Linked DNA regions of Mus musculus: all the other regions are linked to region 3. Evidence: chromatin contacts called from public Hi-C, Micro-C and promoter capture Hi-C data. All regions are on one chromosome and are shown on one strand. The core of a region is the stretch at or near the end of the contact, and the rest is flanking DNA. Distances in the headings are between cores, read along the strand shown. Region 1 has its middle 15 kb from the start of Gm46162. Region 2 has its middle 12 kb from the start of Gm36139. Region 3 has its middle 19 kb from the start of Gm36297. Region 4 overlaps Gm46162 (a long non-coding RNA gene).

Evidence for each region. Promoter capture Hi-C pulls out the DNA fragments that hold promoters and counts their contacts. Hi-C and Micro-C count contacts between places; a contact is called where the count stands out from the background.
Region 1: a contact with region 3 is called in a promoter capture Hi-C map of liver. The contact joins two enhancer-like sites. A contact is called at or near these places in 3 of 39 promoter capture datasets (the HPC-7 cell line, cranial neural crest and liver), 4 of 484 Hi-C or Micro-C datasets (the HPC-7 cell line, embryonic stem cells, granulosa cells and 1 more) and 4 of 115 datasets of contacts at active chromatin or transcription factors (bone marrow-derived macrophages, fetal liver and microglia).
Region 2: a Micro-C map of the G1E-ER4 cell line shows a contact between it and region 3. The contact joins two enhancer-like sites. A contact is called at or near these places in 3 of 484 Hi-C or Micro-C datasets (the G1E-ER4 cell line and the HPC-7 cell line), 1 of 115 datasets of contacts at active chromatin or transcription factors (the HPC-7 cell line) and 2 of 9 other capture datasets (adipose tissue and pancreatic islet).
Region 4: a Hi-C map of the G1E-ER4 cell line shows a contact between it and region 3, with 2.4 times the contacts expected there. The contact joins two enhancer-like sites. A contact is called at or near these places in 6 of 484 Hi-C or Micro-C datasets (the G1E-ER4 cell line, embryonic stem cells, granulosa cells and 2 more), 3 of 115 datasets of contacts at active chromatin or transcription factors (bone marrow-derived macrophages and microglia) and 1 of 9 other capture datasets (embryonic stem cells).

What each region holds. Positions count from the first base shown.
Region 1 is chr1:151,263,306-151,269,013 of GRCm38.p6, forward strand. No RefSeq gene overlaps it. Among named protein-coding and RNA genes, the nearest start is that of Gm46162, 15 kb to the left of the region's middle. Within about 2 kb of position 1,681, at least 33 of the 459 cell types and tissues checked have an H3K27ac peak or open chromatin away from gene starts, as enhancers often do. A contact at or near this core is called in liver, where this site is marked.
Region 2 is chr1:151,164,445-151,170,160 of GRCm38.p6, forward strand. No RefSeq gene overlaps it. Among named protein-coding and RNA genes, the nearest start is that of Gm36139, 12 kb to the left of the region's middle. Within about 2 kb of position 2,952, at least 81 of the 459 cell types and tissues checked have an H3K27ac peak or open chromatin away from gene starts, as enhancers often do. A contact at or near this core is called in the G1E-ER4 cell line, where this site is marked.
Region 3 is chr1:151,034,060-151,039,650 of GRCm38.p6, forward strand. No RefSeq gene overlaps it. Among named protein-coding and RNA genes, the nearest start is that of Gm36297, 19 kb to the right of the region's middle. Within about 2 kb of position 2,707, at least 11 of the 459 cell types and tissues checked have an H3K27ac peak or open chromatin away from gene starts, as enhancers often do. A contact at or near this core is called in the G1E-ER4 cell line and liver, where this site is marked.
Region 4 is chr1:151,245,010-151,250,900 of GRCm38.p6, forward strand. Gm46162 (a long non-coding RNA gene) reads right to left here. Exons shown (of 2, transcript XR_001779479.2): 1 at 5,550-5,891. Among named protein-coding and RNA genes, the nearest start is that of Gm46162, 3.4 kb to the right of the region's middle. Within about 2 kb of position 1,867, at least 31 of the 459 cell types and tissues checked have an H3K27ac peak or open chromatin away from gene starts, as enhancers often do. A contact at or near this core is called in the G1E-ER4 cell line, where this site is marked.

The DNA of each region.
Region 1 (5,708 bases), core at 431-2,930, 230 kb after region 3:
CTTTCATTAACAGAGTGTAGAGGGAGAAATATTTTCCCAGGAGCCCTGCACACCTCTGTTTCACTCTCCCTCTCAGCCTCCTACTGCTGCTGTAATAAATAAGTCTCAGGACCGATGAGCAATACACAGCCCAGACAACCTCACTGTCCCAACCTACAATCAACTAACCAGCAGGCATATGATTAAGGCTCCGCCAAAACAAACCAACAAGCAGACACTCTGCCTCTTGACCGTAGTCCATAGGCAAGCCTGGTAATGTAAGCCTGGTCCTCCTACGAGTGGAAGGACCCGCTGACCTGTGGACTCTGGAGCAGTAATAAAAGATGGCTGGTTTTTAGTGACTCAGTTTGGGAAGGGGTGACAGTTCTCACTTAGCAGGAGGTTACTAAGGCTTATACCATTTCCAGAACTGTGGTATCTAAGGAAATAGTATCACAGGGCAAGATCCTTTCATCTTTAAAACAAACTGTTTTTCAGTGCTAGGAATAGAAGTTGGAGTCTTACTCACGCTAGGTGTTTAGTTATGGTTACTGTTGCTGCGATGAAATGGCCAGGACCAAAAGCCACTTGGGGAGGAGAGGGTTTATTTTGCTCACAGTTCCCTATAACAACAGGTCATCATCAAAAGCAGTGGGATTAGGAATTCACTCAGGGCTGGAACCTGGAGACAGGAGCTGATGCAGACAGAGGCCATGGAAGGATGCTCCTATTTAATGATTTGCTCAGCCTGCTTTTAAATAGAGCCCAGGACCACCAGCCCACGGATGGCTTCACCCATAATGGGCTAGGCCCTCCCTCATCAATTTCTAATTTTCTTAAAATGCCTTACAACCTTGCCTGCAGCCCAGTCTTATGAAGGCTTTTTCTCAATTGAGGTTCTCTTCTCTCAGACAACTTTGGCTTGTGTCAAGTTGTCATAAAACTGTCCAGCACACTAGGTAAGTTTTCTACCATTTTGCTGTATTTGTGCTCTAATAAGTAATTTTTAAAATGATTTATTTTATGTATGTGAGTACACTGTCACTGTCTTCAGACACACCACAAGAAAGCACTGGATGCCATTACAGATGGTTGTGAGCCACCATGTGGTTGCTGGGAATTGAACTCAGGACCTCTGGAAGAACAGACAGTGCTCTTAACTGTTGAGCCATCTCTCCAGCCCTCTTTTTTTTTTTCAATAGGTAATTTTGTAAAGGATTTTAATATCTCAAATGCTTGTTAAGTCTGCATAGTAGAGACTGGAGAGATGGCTTAGCAGTTAAAAGCAAATATTGCTCTTTCAAAGGACCAGAGTCCAGTTCCCAGCACCCACATCAGGCAGCCCACAACAGCCTAAAAGTTCAGTTCCAGGAGAATGCAAAGTGTCTGGTCTCCAAGGGCACCTGTGTTCCCCTTCCATACCCACCCACAGACACACAGACACACGGACAGACACACAGACTGGAAATGAAAACAGATCTCACTTTACTATCTTCTTCGTAGTAGTAACCTGGCGGTCCGCTCTGATGTTGTCCTGTTACTGTGGACACTTGGAATGACCCTTCGGCAGTGTCACAAAACAGGTGGCCAGTGTTTCCACCTCTGTTAAAACCATGTTTGTATGAATGCAGGAGACCTGACTAAAAGACTCTCCCCGTCATTAGTTTCCCACGTGGACTGTCTACACAGAACCTTGGACATACTGGCTGTTATGTAACTGACCTCATGGACCACAGTGACTCACACTGAGCATGTATTTTGGTCACACCCCATGGTGTGGTAACTCATAAACAAGAGCTGGGGAAAAAATATCAAACCTTCAATTAATCAGAACTTAAGAAGTGATTTCTTTCATGAAGAAAAAAAAAATCCAATTTTAGCAGGAAACAAATCGGCATCAAAAATTTTCTTTAATTTTCAAATTGACTCCTCAGGCTGGTACAGACTCTTACATTAACGTTCTCATATTTAATATTAAGGGGGAAGACTGCATAAGCCTCCTGAAGACTATATTTGCCAAAGACTAAGATAAATGGATTTTCTATTTGATTTTTATTTAACCATAAAAGAAAAATATATAATTCATCTGTCATTCCGTCCCACTGAGCAATGATGTTATTATTGAAGTAGAATTGTTTATTTTCATTATGTGAGAAATAAAATATTTAAAAAGCATTCATACCACAATAGAATACAGAAATGGGAATTATAAATAATCTACTGGAAATTGAGCCTGCCCATAACTCCAACTCCTCCTTTTAAAAAAAACAAACAAACAAACAAACAAAGATTTCCAAGGAATTAGTATGTTCCATTCTAACAGGATCCATTTTATCCTAAGCCACACAATTGAATCAAAATAAAACATGCCTGTGCTCAAAATTTTGGGCCACAGCATGAAGCAGCAGTAACAAGTTCCTCTGTCTTTACAGGCGGGAGCGTAAAGAATCTCTTTCCACAGGAAAGAATGGAGAAGTCTGTGCAAACGTCAAATCAGGTGGCAAGATATGAGAGCAGACAGCTGTAACCGAAGACAAGAGCAGAGAAGGACTTAGAAGAGACCATGAGAGGCAGGCAGTAGGAGTGAAAAGGATATACTCTGAAATCCTGCAAATTATACAGCAGCCAAGGCAGCAGAGTCGGTCAAGGCTACACACTGCTGAACATGAATTAATTATTTATAAACAGAAGGGCAGGCTAGTCCTTTCTCTACCACTCGTGTATTAAACTTACTAATGGCCCCCTTTCCTCGCCAAGGCTTCTACCATCTCTAATGATTAAGATGCAGTTGTATTAATTGGACTTTAGTGTGACTTCTATTGTTTGGTGTTTTAACACAGAGCTATATTCCCCTGGTTGGCCCAAGATTCCTTATGTAAAGTATCCTGGTCTTGAACCATAGCAATCTTTCAGCGCCTGCCACTTTAGTGCTGGAACAAGAGACACGTGACACCATATCTGGCCTAAAAGCTTAATTTTTAATAAGAAATGATTATAGAGCTTCAAAAAGTTGGGCTATTGGTCATGGAGTCCAAGAGATGCCCGAAACACTATAGGCTATCACTGTTCCCCTTGGTTGTCTCTCAGTCTAAAGGTAAGTCTTTACTGTTGAGGGCACCATTCATATTGCATTCATATCGCACACAGGACTCAGAAGACCCGAGCTGGATCTGACCTGAGAGCCTCCCCCCTGAACACTAGCTTTCGCAGTGACATGGAAAGGTCATACGCAAGCTTCCAACAGTCCTACCTACCTGTGATACACCTATGAACTAAATGACAATCAGCATGCCATTACATCCCTGAGTGTGCAATAGTGGGACTCTTTTTTTTTTTTTTTTTTGGCAGTAACCAACACAGTCTATTTGAATATGAGGCCCATTCAACGTGAGGGAAGTCATGTACTGGAAACCTAACCAACTATCCACGGATCTTAGGAAGGAACTTTATACCTGAACTTTTACCAAACCAGCACAATTTCTAACTACATTTATCCTTTCACCTACAGATAAATATTTCTCATCCCTCATCAAAGAAACTTCTCTTTGCAACAGGTGGAGGCCGTGACAGAAAACCACAACTCATTAAAAGGCAGAGAACATCTGATCATGGGTTGCCCTGGCCTCGACTGATATGTCTACAACACAACTCCTACATCAAAAGCTTAAGGAACATCATAGTAGAAAATGTGGAAGCATTGTAAGAGCCAGAGGACCAGTACTTCTGCTGTGAGATTGCATGCCCTAGAAATGACAGGTAGGCTTCAACAATATGGATGTCGGAACAAAACCTGAACAAGCACAACCCCACTAGGCAAGCTGACATGGAAAGGGGAAGACGCATAGGGACCTGCAGCCATAGACAAAGAGAACTACAGCCAACCAAGGAACACGGAGAGAGGGATAACTCATCTCTCCCAGGCATAAGCCTGCAATTGGTTATCAACACCAATTAGTCAGTATAGTCATATGCATACAAGTGACACTAATCGACAGACCAAGTTGTATTGATCTATAGATACATACACCTATACATATATGTGGGGGGCAGGGAGGTGGGGAAAGAAGCCATGAATGTATGAGGCAAGTGGTAAATGGGAAGGGTTGGAGGACAGAAAGGGAAGGGAGAAAGGATTATGTTTTCACTTACAAAATGAAAGCTAGGCAGCGGTGGCACACGTCTTCAGTCCCATCACTTGGGAGGCAGAGGCAGGCAGACCTCTAAGTTCCAGGCCAGCAAAGTGAGTTCCGGGACAGTCAGGGCTATACAAAGAAAGCCTGTCTCCTAGAAAAAACAAAATAGATAGATAGATAGATAGATAGATAGATAGATAGATAGATAGATAGATAGATAGATAGATAGATAAATTTAAATTAAAAAATAGCATAGCAAAAAGACCACAGGGCTGAATCAAATATCCCAACGTCTGAAAAAAAACAAAGATCAAAAGCGTGTGACAATAATAGTGAAGACAGGGTTGATGAGATGGCTCAGCTAGTCACAGCGCTTGCCACCAAGCCTCACAACCTGGTTTTGATCCCTAGGATCCACACAGCAGATGGAAAGAATCCACTCCTATAAGCTGTCCTCTGACCACCACATATGTGCTATGGCGTGCATGTAAACGCACACATGACAGATAAACGAAATGTGATTTAAATTATAATAAAAGTGGAAATGAACAGGGCAGAGCTGGGGGAGATGGCACATGCGGATGTTGGGACCACAAAGATCCGTGGGCTCCCAGATAAACACAGCCAGGTATGTTAAACGCACAGGATTGCTCCTTCAACGGGAGATGCATAACCTGGTTTTCCACCCAGAAGGCTGGGAACGGAGGCGGTTAACAGCCCGGTGATCTGTTATTTCCATTTTATAGATGTGGAAACTGACGCACAAATCTGAGCCCCTGATTTGATCTCCCACAGTCTGAATCTAAACCTTCAAAGAAGAAACCATCACCGTTAGCAAAAAATGAGAGGTCTCAGCCTCCACTGGAAATAGGATTGAGGACTTAGAGGAGGCATCGGAGGGGCTGTTGTCCCTCTCCGGACAACATCCGCGTTCACAGTCCGGGTCAAACAGATTCAGAGAATTCTAATGTAACTCTCCCTCCCTTCAAAAAGTAGAGTCAGAGGAAAATGACCCAATGGAATGGGTAGGCAAGATGAGGTAGATTAAAATATTCCAGATTTTACCATTCCCCAGGGCCCCAGGAAGAATCAGGGAAAAAATTAAGGCCTAGAATAGTCTGTCCAAGAAGGACTTACAGCTGTCACGTGACTGGATGGTCTTTGCTACAGAACAACAACAACAACAACAACAACAAAAAGAAAAACCAAACTCTCCAGTGAAAGTGTAAAACCGCCAGGCATGGTGGCTCACGCCTTTAATCCCAGCACTTGGGAGGCAGAGGCAGGTGAATTTCTGAGTTCGAGGCCACCCTGGTCTACAGAGTGAGTTCCAGGACAGCCAGAGCTACACAGAGAAACCCTGTCTCAAAAGACAAAAACAAAAAACAAACAAAAAACCCGAAAAGAAAAAGAGAGTGTAAAACTTCCATCCGGCCTGCGAGTTACTCCAACCTCAAAACGCAGCCTCCAAATCTATGGCACTCTCTGAATGGACGGGCACCGGGATGTGCAGCGGCAACCTGGAACTGGGAGGATTGAAAGTTCCTGACCATCCTCAGCTACATAAGGAGCTTGGGGCCAGCCTGGAATACATGA
Region 2 (5,716 bases), core at 1,702-4,201, 130 kb after region 3:
ACTCAGATACCATCTTTCCATGTCATTATATCACGTGTCCCTTTGGGCTACCTTCTCATTACCCCTGAACTATTTGTCTACCCAGATTACAGAACCCCAAAATTTGCACATAAATTTCCAGTGGACATCATTTCTAAAAAAGGGGGCTAGTGATTGTAGTACATTCATGTGGCAACATGTACCAATAATAATATTGTTGTAAGCCAAACTGTTAAGGGAGGTTTCTTCTACCAGATGGTATTTAGGGTACTTTTTTTTCTATTAATCTGTAGTTTTAATTTTTCAGTCAGGAACATGGAGTAGTTGTATAAACAAGAGGAAAAATTGGCATATTTAGGACGCCTCACGGAAGCTGAAGCTACAGCCTTCATGTGGTCTCTTCCAGCCTGCTGGGCACCTCACGTGAGAGCTGTACCCAAGCTTGCAGCCACCACCTGTATAGTGAGGTCAACTGATAAGGTCATCTAGTAACCAGGTCTGATGACTAAGGTGACAGCGCTGCAGCCAGTGTGGCTGTGGGTGACGCCCCGAGGCACACATTGGGACTCAGCCACCCCTGAGCATCTGGGTAGCATTAGCAACATTGCCCCTCGGAGGGCATAGCAGCAGAGGGGCCCTGTGTTTGTGAGATGAAGCAATGAAACATGTCGTGGAATGCGATAAAAGCCAGGGTCACATTAAGTTCTGTAAGGCACTGAAGACTTGCAAAGAGATTAATCTAAGCAAGATGTTCAAGTTGAAGAATGGCAAATGGGCTTTGGTGAACAAATGACTTTATTCCCCCCCTACCCTTCCCCCAAAAAATGCAATTGCAAAAGGCTCGGATGGTAATAGACCTTGCTGTGCAAGTATGATGACATGAGTTCGAATCCTCAAGACCCATGTAAGCAGTGTAATCACACATCTCACTTACCAGAGCATTATGGGAGGGTGGGGAGGAAGGAGAGAGTAAGATTGCTACTGACTGCCAGTCTGGCTCCAGGTTGGCTCAAGGTTCAGTGAGAGACGCTTTCTCAGGGGAAGAAGGTAGAAAGAGATGAAGCAGAATCTCTGATCTCCTCTAGAAGGGGCTGGCCTCATGAATACACACGTGCATACACCTCACACATGTGTGCATACATCACACACACATACACCCACACATACACTTACACCACACACATATAATGTACTTGATAGTGAAGCCCTAGATTAAATCTCCTGTTATTAATTGTTCTATTGCCGCAGAAAAACCATGAAACCATGACTGACTTTATGTAGAACGCTAAAAACTGGGGTTGAACAAATGTTTGGGTGCTCTTTTTTTAAACCAGCAGAGCAATGTTTCCATTTGTTAGTTAATTTAGAATAAAATTATTTTCTTCAGAATAAAAACTAAAAAGGCCATGATGAGAGTAATAGAGAGAATAGAAATAAAGATTCTCTTTCCAAATCATATCCCCTTAGGTCTTGATTTTACAAAGACTTTCAGAATAGATTTTATTTATGCAGGAACTATCTCAGACCTTACAAGGTGAAGCAAAACACTGCAAACATGGAAGTCTGAAGGGAAAAGTCCACGGCTGTCTTCCATCACTGTGCAGACATCTCCCCTTAAAGCCGAGAGAGGCATGCATACAGCAGGGGTACTTCAGAGGCAAGGAATATTGGATTTTATGCAAATGTGGTTTTTGGTTTGAGCCCTGAGAGGTTCGAATGCCTAGTTCACAGTGCATTACCAGGAAGACCAGATTGTGATCAAACAAAAGGCGGGTGTAGAACACACAAGCACTTTGGCCTCATTATCTGCTGTTTAACCGTCCCCCTGTGTTTGCAAGTCCACGTGTAATTAAGCTTGAAGGGAAGTTGTAATTGGAAGGAGATAATCTAAGAATGGTCAGTGGGTTAGTGTCCGGAAATTCTGACAAATGACGCAAGCATACCCCAAGGCCAGTATTTCTCTCAAGCAGTCCCTTGAGTGTGCTTATGTGAACCGTATAAGGTACAGAGCCCTCCCCAGCTCCTTCATCCTTCTTGTGCTCCAGCAACCAAGCCAGGATACCTTGGAAGGGAATTCTTCCAGTGAGCACTTGCTCTAATGTTATTGGCAAGATCACAGTTTACTAGTGTGCTCGTAGACAAAACTGTTACAGCATATCTCTTTTTTTTTTAAAATGAGCTAAAATTATTTTTAATGGTAGTTTACTGAAACTTCTAAAATGATGCTCAGTCTAAAGTTTAAAATATATATTTTAAAGTATACTAGCTATCATTTATAAAACCACTTAGCCCTATATATGACAAATTATACTTTAAAGAAAACAGTAGATAATGTGTGTGTGTGTGTGTGTGTGTGTGTGTGTATGTATCAGTGAGAGATAACTCAGGAAATTATTAATAGGCAATAAAAAATTGGAAACCACTATATAGTGTTGTTCAACTTTAAATGAAATTTCATTAATAAATTTCCACAAAAATGAACTTTAAAATATGAGTTAGTTTTTAAAATCTATTAAAATTATAAAGTTTATTCATAGTAGCCCTGGAATATGATTTGAGAACCATTTTTTTTTTTTCCACGAACATCAGGCCTCAGGACTGATCCGGATCTGGAAGTTTGTTGTCCGGTGGTGTGGTACCAATAAAAGAGAAGAGATCAACAGAGAAAGACCAACCAGACAGTCAGGACTTCGCTAAAAGAGAGACCATGACTTGAGAGACAAGTCTTGGCTAAGGGAAGCAAAGTGAGAGATTGGGTTCAGCATTCAAAGCCAAGATCCAGAGGCGGCTAATCACCTAGTGTTCAAACGACCCAAGGGAAAAGCACCAGCCTACAGCTACGCGATACATCTGGATCCGCACCAGAGTAGACATTATTCTTCTAAAAATGTCCAGGTCAGTCAGAGACTCAGGTCAGGTGAGCTAGTCCACCCCAGGTCTGGAAGATAGAGCTGGGATCAAACAAAAGTTGAGCTTCAGAGGACAGAGGCGTGATGGTTCCTTCAGCCAGGGGACAGACAGGTCAAAAACAGGGATTGCTTAATCATTAATTGACTTCAAACAAAGGAAGAAAGGATCCCAGGCAACCAGCATAATTAAAGTTCCTCTAGTTGTAAAAAGCATGAGGCCTCGGCAAACCAGCAGAGGCCCGGGATCAGAGGAGAGCAGGCGCTGAGCAGAGAGAAGAAGAAAAAACAGTCCAGGCCACAGGAAGAGGAAGTCTGTCTCCATTGGATAAAGGATGAGCTCCAAGGGCCCTTGATGTCGAGCTCCCCTAAAGAGTCTGCGCTGGGAAGGCTGGTAGGAGTATCAAGTCTGGTGCTCTCACCTGATGCTGTGAGCCTGCTCATCAGCGTGCTCTCCACGTCCTCTAAGCCTGTTCCTAAGCATGCCTTCTCTTTAAACAAAACTACAAAGAAGCTTTTTGTATGATCTGTTTCCTTTGATTCGGGCTGCGTTAGCAGGCCAGCAAGAAATGTGGCTGGTGGGAGCCCCTTCCTGCGAGGAGGCTGGCCTGCTCCTTTCACGCCTCTGTGAGTGCTTTCTGTTTATTGCTTGGTCACTTGAGAGTCAAGCCTCAGCAGCAGCTTCATGACCAGAATCAGTAAGGGGAATCCAATTTTTTTTTTCTCTAGACTACTTGCAGTCAGCCCCAATGCAGCCAAAGAAAGCTCATAAAAAAAGACACACATCATGTCTTGTAAATATTCTCCTGAATAACACAAAATGTCCCCAGCTTCCCATCTCTCTTAGAAGAAAATGCTAACTGCTCATGTCTTCCAGAGTCTTAACTGATCAGATCAAGCCCAGCTCCCAGCCTCCCCTGCCATTCCCACTCCCTCCACCTAAGACTTCAAGAGCTCTGTTGTCCAGGACGCCATACAATGAAAGATCTAGTCATATTTCTCTTAATTTACTTGCTTCTTTAAAAGTCTGTGTTATTCATGAAACACTGAGCACAGCTCTTCATCAGCCTTTAATCAACAAAATAAATGCAGACATATAGCTATTTTTAACAAGCCTAGATTAAGAGTCACTGCTCCAGGCCTGGTTTGTGGTCACTCCATCATATACAGGAGCATCTTTTATTACCCATGCACCTATCAGTCTCAACCACTGATGCCTGCAAGGGGGAGGGAAAGCAGACATAAGCATCCTTCGTAACACAGCTGTCCCTGAGAAACAGCCCCTACCGCAGAGCACCGATGCACTGGGGAAACCCGCCCATTTTTCCCTGTGTGTAAGATAGGTTTGCATCCTTCCAATTGCAGTGGTCCATCTCAGCTGGGTGTGTAAGCAAGCTTGCTGCCCACCTTAGCAACTGCCACATCACTGTTCAAGAAGGCTAAGAGAGCCCTTTGTAGTCTCAGCATTCCAGGTGAGCTCGTGGGAAACACAGGCTCCAGGGATTCATGAGTCAGCCTTTCTCACAGGTCTCAGCCAATGAATCATCACACTGAAGATCCACAGTTGTTAAAGGAACTGAACTCGGCATGCCAGAGACCTCCATTCTTTGCATTATTGCAACACTGTTTACTACAGTATGCTGTGGAACCTGCCCAGATGGGACCAGTCACAAATAGCTAAAGAGAACTGATAAATATGCACAAAGGAGTAGTATTCAGACATAAAGAAGGAAATCGTATTTGCTGCAGCGTTGAGAGCACTGGAAGACACTGTGTTAACTGCAATGCTCAGACACAAAAAGACAAAAAACAGATAAACAAATATTCTGTGTCATGTAAAGGCAAAAAGAAATGATGGTCTGAATATGTGTGTGTGTGTGTGTGTGTGTGTGTGTGTGTTTTAAGTATGGTTGTTGACTAGAACTTAGTGGAGCAGATACCTTGCTTGCCAGGTAGCATATATAAGGGAGATAACACGGGCTTTCTCCACAGTCTCCAGACAAACATGGCTTCTCTCAAGACTCAGTACAATGCTGTGGTCATTTGAGGAATGGGTCTATTTTCCAGAACCTCTTTTAAGTCTCTGGATTATTCCTTCCAAAACCCCCAGTGTGTAGAAGTGTGGTCACACATTTCTTGGCCACAGTGATAGCATCCTGAGAAAGGTGCCCTTTGCCAATTTTTGGCCATTGTGCAAATATTACAGAATGTACTCACAAGAACACACATGGTACAGGCTAGGTAGAGATCCCTATAGGATCTGAGCTATGTGTTATATACAATAACATGTAACTGCCACTGACAGGAACTTCGTATGCAGTGCAAAAATAGCAATTATTTAATTCTGGACACTTCATCTCTACATAAACTCCTCACTTACCACCCACTAGGCTACTAGCAGACAACTAAAGGAAACTTCACCTATTGCTGAAGATCTACTGACTCAGTTCCCTATGCATACACACACACACACACACACAGAGAGAGAGAGAGAGAGAGAGAGAGAGAGAGAGAGAGAGAGCTTCACATCAGCATCTTTGACTCTTCCATGCTTTGTCCTGTTGGCCCCTCCACTCCCACCACTGAATACAGTCTCCCTCATGACCTTTGATCTTTGTAGGACACAGTTTATGTTTGCCATGTCTTTCCTCCCTTCCTGATCTATCTGGCTAATTTTTTTTTTTCAGCTCCTACTCCAATTGTGGCTCTAGCTCCCTAATGTGTAATCTCCAAGAAGCTCGGACATTAGAACATTCACAAACAGTGTAACTTGACTAATCTTTATGCCTCTAAAACTAGTATCTAGTCCCTCCCCTCTCTAGTTTTTCCTC
Region 3 (5,591 bases), core at 1,457-3,956:
GGGCATCTGCTAAAATACATGTTAAAACATTTACCAACACAGTAATACAAAGTCTGGAGTTGGATTCAAAATACCATATTGACAATTCAGAGAGGTGAAGAGAGTTTAGATAGAATAAAATTGGCGATGGATAGGAACTGGCTAAATAATTTTTCTACCTTTGTATATGCTTGAAAGGCAAATAACACCAAGCTTTAAATAATAAATGTTTACACTGTAGAAGAACATATTTATAATTTTACTATCTGAAACTAAGAATATACCATATATATATATATATATATGAAGTTTAATCCTAAAGATGGATACCTTCATTTTATATATATATCTTGATTAAAGACTTTACAAAAACTAACCTCATGAAACTGAAAAGCTTCTGTAAGGCAAAGGACACCATCAATAGGACAAAACAGCAGCCTACAGAATGAAAAAGACCTTCACCAACTCTACATCTGACAGAGGACTAATATCCAAAATATATAAAGAATTCAAGAAATTAAACATCAACAAACCAAATAACCCAACTTTAAAGGTAGAGTCTAAAGTTAGAGAATTCTCAACAGAGGAATCTCTAATGGCCAAGAAACACTTAAAGAATAGTTCAATGTCCTTAGTTATCAGGGAAATGCAAATGAAATGACTATAAGATCCTATCTTATACCATCAGAACACCTAGGATCAAAAACTCAAGCGACAGCACATGCTGGCGAGAATGTGGGGCAAAGGGAACACTTCTCCATTGCCGATGGGAGTGCAAACTGGCACAACCACTTTGGAAATCAATTTGGCAGTTTCTTGGAAAATTTGGAAAAGTTCTACCCCCAAGACCTAGCTATACCTCTCCTGGGCATATACCCAAAAGATGCCACCCTACACCACAGGGACACTTGCTCAACTATGTTCATAGCGGCTTTATTTGTAATACTCAGAAACTTCTCTGAGGAGGAGGGGAGGGGATAGTGGGGGAGGAACTTATAAGAATAGGGGTGCAATCGAGATGTAAAGTGAATAAATAAATTAATTAATGAAAAAAGAAAAATGAGGTGGGACAGCACTGACTTGGGCAGGATTCATAGAAAGGGAAAACTCCCGCCAACATCCACAAGAGGGCGCCAAAAATCAGCAATCAGAGACCAGAAATAAGCCAGGTTCGAGGGATTAGATTAGAATGGTACCTGGAAAAGTCAAACTGAAAATAAGAAATGGGGAGTGGGGGTGGGGTGAGTGTGGACACGTTAGCTAAAGGGAGACAGTCCAGAATAAATGTCAAAAGCACTGCTGTGGCAGAGCCAACTTTCCTAAGGAAGATCTGGTACAAGGGAATATCAGCCTGTTTAAAAGAATCCAGGGTAATGGGATGTGGGGTTCACTGTCCAGTCATGGCCATCTAGTTGGCAGGTAGAGGTGTGGACTCCTCTGTTGGATGAAGTGAATAAGGGCTTGGGTATGGCTAGAATTCCAGGACCAAGAACACTTAGGAAGGAAATCTGTGGAGCAAGCTGGATACCCAGGGTCAGAGCAGAGAGCAAGTGAAACCCGTGGCTCAGACGGAGTGCGAAGAGCCGAGGTAGCGCAGTGAACCAGTCGTTAGACTGTTCTGTGTGACAAGCCCTGTGCCAAGAGCTCACTGTGAAGAGCGGCCTCTCTAATTCCATGTGGGAGAGTATTAAGGCAAGACTGAGTAGCTTTGAAGTGAATATGTGGCAGAGGGTTCCGACTCAGCCACCAAGCTTAGGAAATAGGAAATAAAGAAGATAAAGTTGGCATGTAAGCTACAGTCAGGAGCAAAGAGCCAGTGAACTGAAACGAGTTAGTTGGAATTCAGGATGGCAGCCTAGGAGGGACGGCAGAGAGCAGTGTATACAGGGAAGGGTTTCCATTTGATAGCTAAGCCCAGGGGTGGGACAGGAGACCAATTTGAACCCAATCAGCAAGGAAGATGGAGTCTGGGACATCTATGCAGCACTCAGTGTGTCAGTGTAGCCTTAGGTGAGAAACTGAATTTGACAGCTTGGCTTGTAACATTGATTTCACTATTCTGATCCATAAGGAATATTTTTTTTTTAAGTAACAAGTCCTATAGACTCCTGTCTTGCTTGCAGTTATGTCTCATCTAGCACTTTTTCTTTTTTCTTTTTTTCCAGTACCCTAGCCCCTACCCCGGTCCTTGGCCAGTGTGAACCAGATAAGGGGAAAGGCAAGAAGCGGGACAGTTAAGCTGAGTGAAGACTTTCGAGCAAGTCACAGCAAAGGACTTGACTTGGGAATGGTTGAGGGTCTTAGGCTTTCGGTGGGCTGCCTCAACCGGCTGGTGGAAACTGCTAACTAACTGTCATTTACTCTGCTGGAAGCAATGGGATGGACGGTATCCTAGCGATGGATCCTTGGCAGGCAAATGAAATGCTATTTGGGTCCTCACTGAGGCCTTGTTAAAATGTTATGTAATAGAGGAAGACTCTTTGGGGATGGCAAGGCCACTGGATGCCTCTCAGCACGTATGACCTTCCCACAGCGTGGGTGTGCACACCTGCTCTTTCCACCAAATGCTAGGAGCCTCGTGCTCACGGCCTTCCACTATTACAGAGAAGTTGCCAGTTGACTCTCCTCCCCATGGGGAGAATTGCACGAGGAAGTTCAGTTGGGGTCAAAGAGGCTTGTTTTCCTCTTCCAGGGCTTTATTCTACAAACTGAGTTGTTCTGCCAAAAGGCAGGAAATGCTAATTGTCTTTCCGCACTTCTGTTTCCCTAACGCAAGCCCTATCTTAGGGCCTGTGCTGAAAAAGCCGCACTTAAGCTTCACGTAGGTTATTTGTTTTTTCCTGGAACGGTGGCTGGATCAAGGCCTGAATCTACGAAACCATTTGTGAGAATTTCTAGAAGCCGAAAGTGGTTGTCAAGCGGATGGTGCTGAGTTAAGTTGAGGCCACCCGGTCCCTTTCAGGCCTTCTGTTCTCTACGTACAGTAACTGAAATTGTATTGCAAACAAACAAACAAAAAAGTTCAAGATTGAAACTCTCCGATGAAAAACTGAAGAGCACGCATTCTGTTAGTGAGCCTGGATCACGGTCTGGCCTGGATCTAGTAATAATAGCATCTCAGACGGGAAGGTATATTACAAATAGGGCTTCAGAGGTTGGAGAGTTGGCTCGTCGTTTGAGAGCATTTGCTTCTCTTTCAGAGGACCCCAGTTCCGTTGCCGGCATCCTAGTTGGGTGGTGTACAATCATCCATGACTCCAGATCCAGGGCATCCAACTTCCTCTGGTCACTTGATCCTTCCCAAGGGAGCTAAAACCATCCAGTGGAAGAAAGACAACATTTTCAACAAATGGTGCTGGCACAACTGGTGGTTATCATGTAGAAGAATGCGAATCGATCCATACTTATCTCCTTGTACTAAGGTCAAATCTAAGTGGATCAAGGAACTCCACATAAAAGCAGAGACACTGAAACTTACAGAGGAGAAAGTGGGGGAAAGCCTCAAAGATATGGGCACAGGGGAAAAATTCCTGAACAGAACACCAATGGCTTGAGCTGTAAGATGGAGAATCGACAAATGGGACCTCATAAAATTGCAAAGTTTCTGAAAGGCAAAAGACAGCGTCAATAAGACAAAAAGGCCACCAACAGAATGGGAAAGGATCTTTACCAATCCTAAATCAGATAGGGGGCTAATATCCAGTATATATAAAGAACTCAAGAAGATGGACTCCAGAAAATCAAATAACCCCACAAAAAAATGGGGTACAGAGCTAAACCAAGAATTCTCAACTGAGGAATACCGAGAAGCACCTGAAAAAATGTTCTCTCCTCTTTCCCTTCACACATCTCAACGATTCCCCCCTTTTGCTTTCATTTTTTATTCTTACCTGATATTTCACACAGAAGATAAAGCACACGATATTTATTCTTATAGGAATGGCTTACTTCACTTATCGTGATGTTCCTCAGTTCCACCGATTATTCTGCAAACAGCGTCAACCTTCCTTATGTCTGAGTGAGTCTGTATATATAACACTGTTATATGCCGACTCTGGGGCACATATACAGAACTGGTGAATCCAAGTCTAGATGAAGGCTGTGAACACTGAAGGAAGTCAGAAGGCTTTGGCGACTGCAGCGTCAAAGAATGAACGCTAAATGAGAATTGCTACAGAATTCTGAATTCAAATATATTCTGCACTCTTAAGGATCGTTAAAAGTAAAGGCTGATATGTTATCCTCCAACTCCTTCAAAGCTCTTATTGCTCTGGAAACTAGACCTCACATTTTGTATAGCCAAGTTGTTTTCAGGGGGGACAGAATTTTGCTTTGCAGGAAGTACTCTTTATTACTCCCAGAAATTACAGGGAAGGGGCAAAAGCAAGTTATCAGGTAGAAAAATACTTATTTGTAGTATCAGCATAACATTTGACTACAAACAGCGCCGGCATTGTGAGGCAGTATCTTTACAATGATGAGCGAGTATCTTCCAGAATAATTATGGCTTTTACCAAAGCACTTCTCTTCTGTGTAACAAATGCAAGTGAGTTTATAAACAATGACTCATGATCACTTACTACCAAAACAATCCAGTAATGTGCATACTTTTTATTCAGGGCCGCTAATGCCTTCCAGAAATCTCTTTTGTTCTCTGCCTCTGTCAACCAATCCGCGTCATGGCCATTAAGTCCATCAAGCTCAGGAAAGCAATGCAGCACAGTTCACAGTGAGGTCGACCACCTGACACAAAGCTGTGTGCAGAGCGACAATGCCTCCCCAGGACTGCGCTAACCTGACTCAACAGGATGCATTAGTGGGATACAATTGTGGGCTTATGGAGTGATTCCCGTTAGCCACTGAACGTGAGGCATCTTCTAATTCCTCAGTGGTTTAAAGACTCATTCCATTTGTTTGCCAGAAAGCCGAGCGAACATAAAAAAAAAAAAAATGTAGCAATGAAATTATGGGTTGCTCTGTCCACCTAAAATAATTGCCATCATTTTAAAAACATTATTGATTTAGTTTTTATCTTAACACACAGAGCCAGACAAACATTTTTAAATCATAGTAAACAATACTATTCCCACTGCAAAAGAACCTTCATTTTTTTAAAATGCTTTATAAAGGTGAGACTGACTTATACATCATCCTTCCACCAAAGTACAAAAATGTTATCCATTACTTCTCAAAACAAAATAAGCCCAGACTATACTTAGTCAGCCTAGATAACACCCTAGAAGGACATCTTGCCTTGCCAACCCCATTTGACACAGGATAAAACTGGAGACCAAATAGGTGAACTGATTTAAAGGTAAACACAGGGCAGGGGACCGAGTGAATGAACTTGGGTAAACCAGAAGTCACGTGACTTCCTCTCCTTTGCTCCTTCCACAATGGATAGAGTTCACTGTCCTCCTGTCTGTCTCCCTTCCAGTATCTTCTAACCCTCTCCTTACCCCATGAGCCTAACCTATCATCAATTCTCAAAGACTCGGATTTTTTTTTCCGTGAACTCTTACATTTAAAAAATAATTTTTTAAGCTGGGTTTATTAAAAACTCTCCTTGGGAGACTGAGATTTGAGGCCACTTGATCTACATAGTGAGTTCC
Region 4 (5,891 bases), core at 617-3,116, 210 kb after region 3:
TCTCACAGGAGGACACACTTAACCTGTCCAAATGCAAACACTTTCCTAGCTGCTGCCCAACTTGTTACTCTGCTGCAGCGGAAATGTCCTTTCATTCACGCTCAAGCCAAAATGTTGATAAATCAGAACACCAGAGTTACCGTCACATCTTGCTAAAGCCAGGGGCGACGAAGCAGGGGCACTTTAGTGGAGGAGTGGGCAGAAATACATCCTGCTGCACTGCACTGTGTCCAGGCTCTTCTGTTCTGTGGGTTCTCCGTGTATTTCCTTCCCAGATTGCACCACATCCCTTTCATTCAAAGCTGAAACTTCTGATCAAAATGTTGCAAGCATTCAGAGATCAAAAGAAGGTTCGCAGTGGCTCAACCATCCAGCAGTAATGCAACCCCCACAATCCCGTGTCCCCAGCACAGAGTGGAACACTTGGAAACGGAGGTTTCATCGAGGAACCGTCACACTCCACCACTTCCGGTAAGCTTAGTCGCTCTTTGGGCTGGCCCAGAGAGAAGCTGTGAGGGAGAGAACTGACCATCTGAGTATCCCTCACCCCCACCCCGCCTTTGTTGTCCTTCATGAGAATCCTCCCCAGACGCTGTATCCCACATGATCAGCTTAACAACAGCATCGTAGGAATCTGCTTTTCCCGTTTTGTCAATGAGACTGTTGAAGATGGGGGAAAGGCTTCAGGGGCTGGTAAAATGGTTTAGAGCATAAAGGGGCCTGCTACCAATGCTACCAAGCCTGCCAGCCTGAGTTCCATCCCTGGAACACACATACATGATAGGAGGAAAGACCAATCCCTGGAAGTTGTCCTCTGACCTCCACGTGTGCACACACACACACAAGCACACTCACACAGACACACCAATGGTAATAATGTAAAAAAAAAAAAAAAGGTTTTTACATACTGTATAAATTAAACAGTACAGGAATTTGTTTTCTTGCCCCTACCCCCACCCCTCATCTTGTCATGCAGCCCAGAGTGGCCTGGAACTCTGGCTTCCACTCCCTCAGCCTCCTGAGTGTTTCAATCGAACCTTTGCCCTGAGCAGCTTTTCTGCTGTGAAGACGTCCACTCAGTGATCTCTTTTGTTGCCAAGGTCTCCTTTTCTTCCAACTCCCCTTGACTTTGCAGTCTGCCTCTCCAAAGCTAGCCACATTCTGAACTACTGGTATGAATAATGACTATGCAAGACACAGACCAAGGTAAGGAAGATGGCCTCCATTATCATCAGATGGCAAACCATGCAGTCAGGTGCATGGGGACTCTGAGCAGCAGGCCCTGAGTAGGGCCCAACCTAGTGACTCATCTGCTGTTCCCCCAGGCCCAGGGAGAGCATATGGTGTTAGCTGCTATGGCAGGCATTGCCTGGGTTTCCTATCTGAAGCAGGCACACAGTAACTTTTCCTTTGTTTTAGTAACACCACCACCAACAGTAACTACACAGCTTACTGGATACTGACTCTCTCATGTTGTCATTATCTAAGACAGAGAGAAACAGTAGCACAGAAGCGTTAGTTTACTAAGGTCACACAGTCAAGCAAGAGGAAAACCTAGTATTTGAACTGAGAACTTGGACTGTGGAGCACTCGGCTTGTCCCTGTTTTGACCTGTCTTTGGGAGGCAGCATGGTTTGGCTCCACCACTCTCGGGGCCCGAGCTCCGTTGTGACGAGGGCAGGTTAATCTCTCTGCACTCGGTTGCCTCCTATTCAAAATAGAGATAAGCCATGAAAATTCTAACCAAAGTAACATGGATCCTGGTTCTGTTTCTTTTTCTTCTTGAAGGGCTAGGACTAAAGCTACATCAGCCTGTGCTAATGAAATTCTCTTGAAAATAAGTCTTGCGTCAAGAGTGTGCATTAATTGGTACTTCTAATTTAAAATTATCCTTGGGGAGGGGCCCTAAAGAGATGACCCAGCAGTTAAAAGCACTCACTGCGGGCTGGTGAGATGGCTCAGTGGGTAAGAGCACCCGACTGCTCTTCCAAAGGTCTGAAGTTCAAATCCCAGCAACCACATGGTGGCTCACAACCATCTGTAACAAGATCTGACGCCCTCTTCTGGAGTGTCTGAAGACAGCTACAGTGTACTTACATATAATAAATAAATCTTAAAAAAAAAAAAAAGCACTCACTGCCCATCCAGAAGGCCCAATTCTAATCTCCAGAACCCACAATGGACAGCTCACACGCCTGCAACTGCAGCTCCAGGGAATGGAACACCCTCTTATGGCTTTTGCAGGAACCCGCAGACACGTGGCATACACACACAGACAAAGACACGTGAAAAGAAAAAAAAAGGACTTAAAAAAGAAGCAGGGGAGCTATACTTCTGCTTTGTCCTGCAGCAAAAGCCTAACTCAAAAGCTCATTTTCACCGCCTCTCAAAAAATATCCCTACTGATTGCTTATTGACATCCCATCTTCATTGACCCCTGTTGCCGAAGTATCTCAGTCCCTTCGGCAGACTTGATGGGTAACTTGAAATTCATGCTTAGTTTCTTGTTCAGGCATATAGCAACAGTTCTCATGAATTGGTCCTTGTTAAAGTTCCCAGAGGCCTTAAGGTATAGGTGGTCCCATCAAAACTGTATTTCTTGGTTTTTCTGCAGGGAGTCTTCTTAGGCTGGGCTGGGAATGTTCCTAGCTGATTGGCAGGAAATAACATTCTACCTCATTCAGTACTTTTCAAGAGATGTTGCTTCTTTGCCTGGGCTGTGAGTGCTATACTAATCCTTTCCATCGCCACACGGCATTTTCCTTCTGAACCTAACCCCATGCTCTGTGCTGGTTACATTTGGCTCAAGTGCACAGTCTCTGAATACTTATAGTGACCACCATACAACTGTTTTCTATCTGTCTGGTCAGCAGACTTTCATTTGTGGCAATGCAAAAAGAAAAGGAAAAAAATATGAGCCCAATCCAGACTCCATACAAGTGAGCTTCAATTACCAGGATCTAGGAGGCGCTGGTTGTTCCAGACTGGTGTGGACTCATTACCTCTGTTTGAAATGCATTTGTGGTTAAAAAAAGCTTCCCTTACTTGAGGATTATTTGCTAAAGCTGTGAGACCCGCCAGCCTTGAGAAACCCCTCTTTCTCTAGGTAAAGGACGAAAGGAAGACGGAAGGCATTCCTAGCCTGTGTGAGTTTTTATTCTGCTCACAGATGAATAAACAAGACTTGGGGTTGGCTCTATAATTGTCCACTAAAATAATTGTCCGAAGGGGGATGTCTTAGTTAGGGTTTTACTGCTGTGAACAGACACCATGACCAGGACATTTAACTGGGGCTGGCTTACAGGTTCAGTCCATTATCATCAAGGTGGGAACATGGCAGCATCCAGGCAGGCATGGTGCCGGAGGAGCTGAGAGTTCTACATCTTCATCTGAAGGCTACTAGCAGAATACTGGCTTCCAGGAAGCTAGGATGGGGGCCTTAAAGCCCACACCCACAGTGACACACCTACTCCAACAGGGCCACACCTTCTAATAGTGTCACTTTCTGGGTGGTGCACATAAAAACCACAACAGGGGATACTAAAGAAAGACTTGAAAGTATGCGTCCCAGGTGTTTATGTTATACTAACCATAGGGTAATGGTAATCTCGGCCACGTTCTCAGAAGCTTCTATTTGCAGTTCATGCTGAGACTCATAACTGGTCCTGAGAATGAGTGACAGCTAAATGCTTACCCTTAAGCAGGACATCTAGATCACTCTTTCCAGGGGCCAGGAAACACTACAGTGGACTGAATGGGAAGAAGATAAAAGTCAGAGGGTGAGGAGGAGCGATGTGAGACACTGTCTCTAGAACATAGCATGGATATTTCACACATAGCAGCTGCCGTTGCCTGTACGAGACAGGCCTTTCAGCATCCTGCGTTGAATGGGGACAGGTACATGAGACACTACACTTATTCTCTGAAGAGCTATGCTATGGGCAGCTAGTAGCTGCTGAGGAATAAGAAGCCTCTTTCTTCAGTAGTGTAGCCGCTGGTAAGTTACTCATCCTCCTCCAGTAAGTAGCGCCCATCCACGTTCATGCAAGCAGCCCTAATGAAATGTGTGACTCCGTGTGTCACACAGACACAAAATGACTGTAGGACTTGTTGAGAAATGGGGGGGGGGGGGGGTATTGGGAAGGGTGTGAGTGAAGAGTAAAGGAGGTGGAGAGGGGTAAAATGACTAAAATTATATGTGTGTAGGAAACTGTTCAAAAATTAGAACAGTTTATGATGGTCATTTTTTTTAAGGAACCTGAAAATGTAAGACCTTTAGGGAAGGGAAAGAGGCTCGGGGAAGCAGGTAGAAAGAGGAAGGGGACAGAGCATGGAAATGGGGGGGAACAGGATCAGGTCACAATGAATGCATGCATGGAAACATTGTGGTGAAGTCCCATTAATTTGTACAATTAACATACAGTAATCATTGTAATTTTTAAAAGGTTTGTAAGCCAAGTGGTAGGGGTACATGCCTTTAATGGCAGCATCCAGGAGGCAAAAGCAGGCAGATCTCCAAATTTATGGCGAGTGTGATGTACAGAGCCAGGATAGCCAGGGCTACACAGAAAAACCCTGTTCAGAAAATAAAAAGTCTATAAACCTGATGTACTATGGAAACAAAATATCCAGCTTGAAACATGAGACTGAAACAATACATTCTTTTTAAAATAATAGCTGTGAGGCTAGAGAGATGCCCCCATGGTTAAGAGCAAGTACTGCCTGTGGAGAAAACCCAAGTTCAGTTTCCCAGCACCCAAGTCTGGCAATTCCTAACCACCTGTACCAGTGCCTCCACACATCCTTCTTCTGGGTTCTCCTGAACTCTGAAGCACCTGAACACATGTGAACACACACACAGACACACACACAGAGATAAAAAATTTAGAAATACTTTTTAAAAAGAGTAAAAATAATTATCATAAGCAGTGCATAATGGTACACACTTATAATAGCAGCATTTGGTAGAAGGAGGAAAAGGACTTCAAACTCAAGGTCAGCCTATACTACATAGCAAGAAATGTTAATAACTTGATAAACATAATGATCTAAAAGAAATGATAGTAATTTGGGGAGGGGCTCCTCAAAACGTAGAATTATGTTAAGTAAGCCCCTCCAGTAAGTCCACCAGTGAATCCATAAACCTGTCTGTGAATTAGATCCTCGGGGTCGTCCTGTTGTGTAAGAACAATGTTAGACCAATAGAAAACCCACTGCAAAAAAAAAAAAAAAAAAAAAAGAAAGAAAGAAAACCCACTGCAGACAGCTCCAGTGGCTAATCAATGTAGGCTTTTTATGGTGAAGACAGGCTTTGAACCCAGGCTCTGTCTAGCTCTTGAGGCCAGCTGCTTAAGCCTCTGTCTGCTGACTTCTAGAAACTGTAATGTTTGTTGGTAAAGTCTAGCCTAGACATGCGGTTTCAAGAAACAGATTCTTTCAAGATCTCAAGACAAACATTTGTTAAATTAAAAACATTAAGGAAGCTGAAGTCCAACAAACTCCTCGCGGCAGGGGACAGGGGACAGGTCCCGGCTTTTGCTGACTCTTACCTTAAAGCCCTGGTTCTAAGTATTTAGTGTTCGGGTCTCTCATGTTGGTTCCTTCTGAAGCTACTCATTTATATAGGAGTCCTTGTTAAATGAAGTAGGATTCCTTAAAACTCCTCGAATTCAGTCGTCCTTGCTCCATCCCGGAAGTTGCCTTACTCATCGAAATTGCCCTATGGAGGGTTCAATATGGCCATATATTCTTCACAGCTCCTACCTTAAGTAGGTGGCGTCTATTTTCCCACCTCCTTGGATCTGGGGTGACTTTGAGAGTTATGGGATCACGGGATATAGCAGAAGCAGCATCACGTGACTCCCCACCCCTCCACCCTAGAAGCCCTGCTG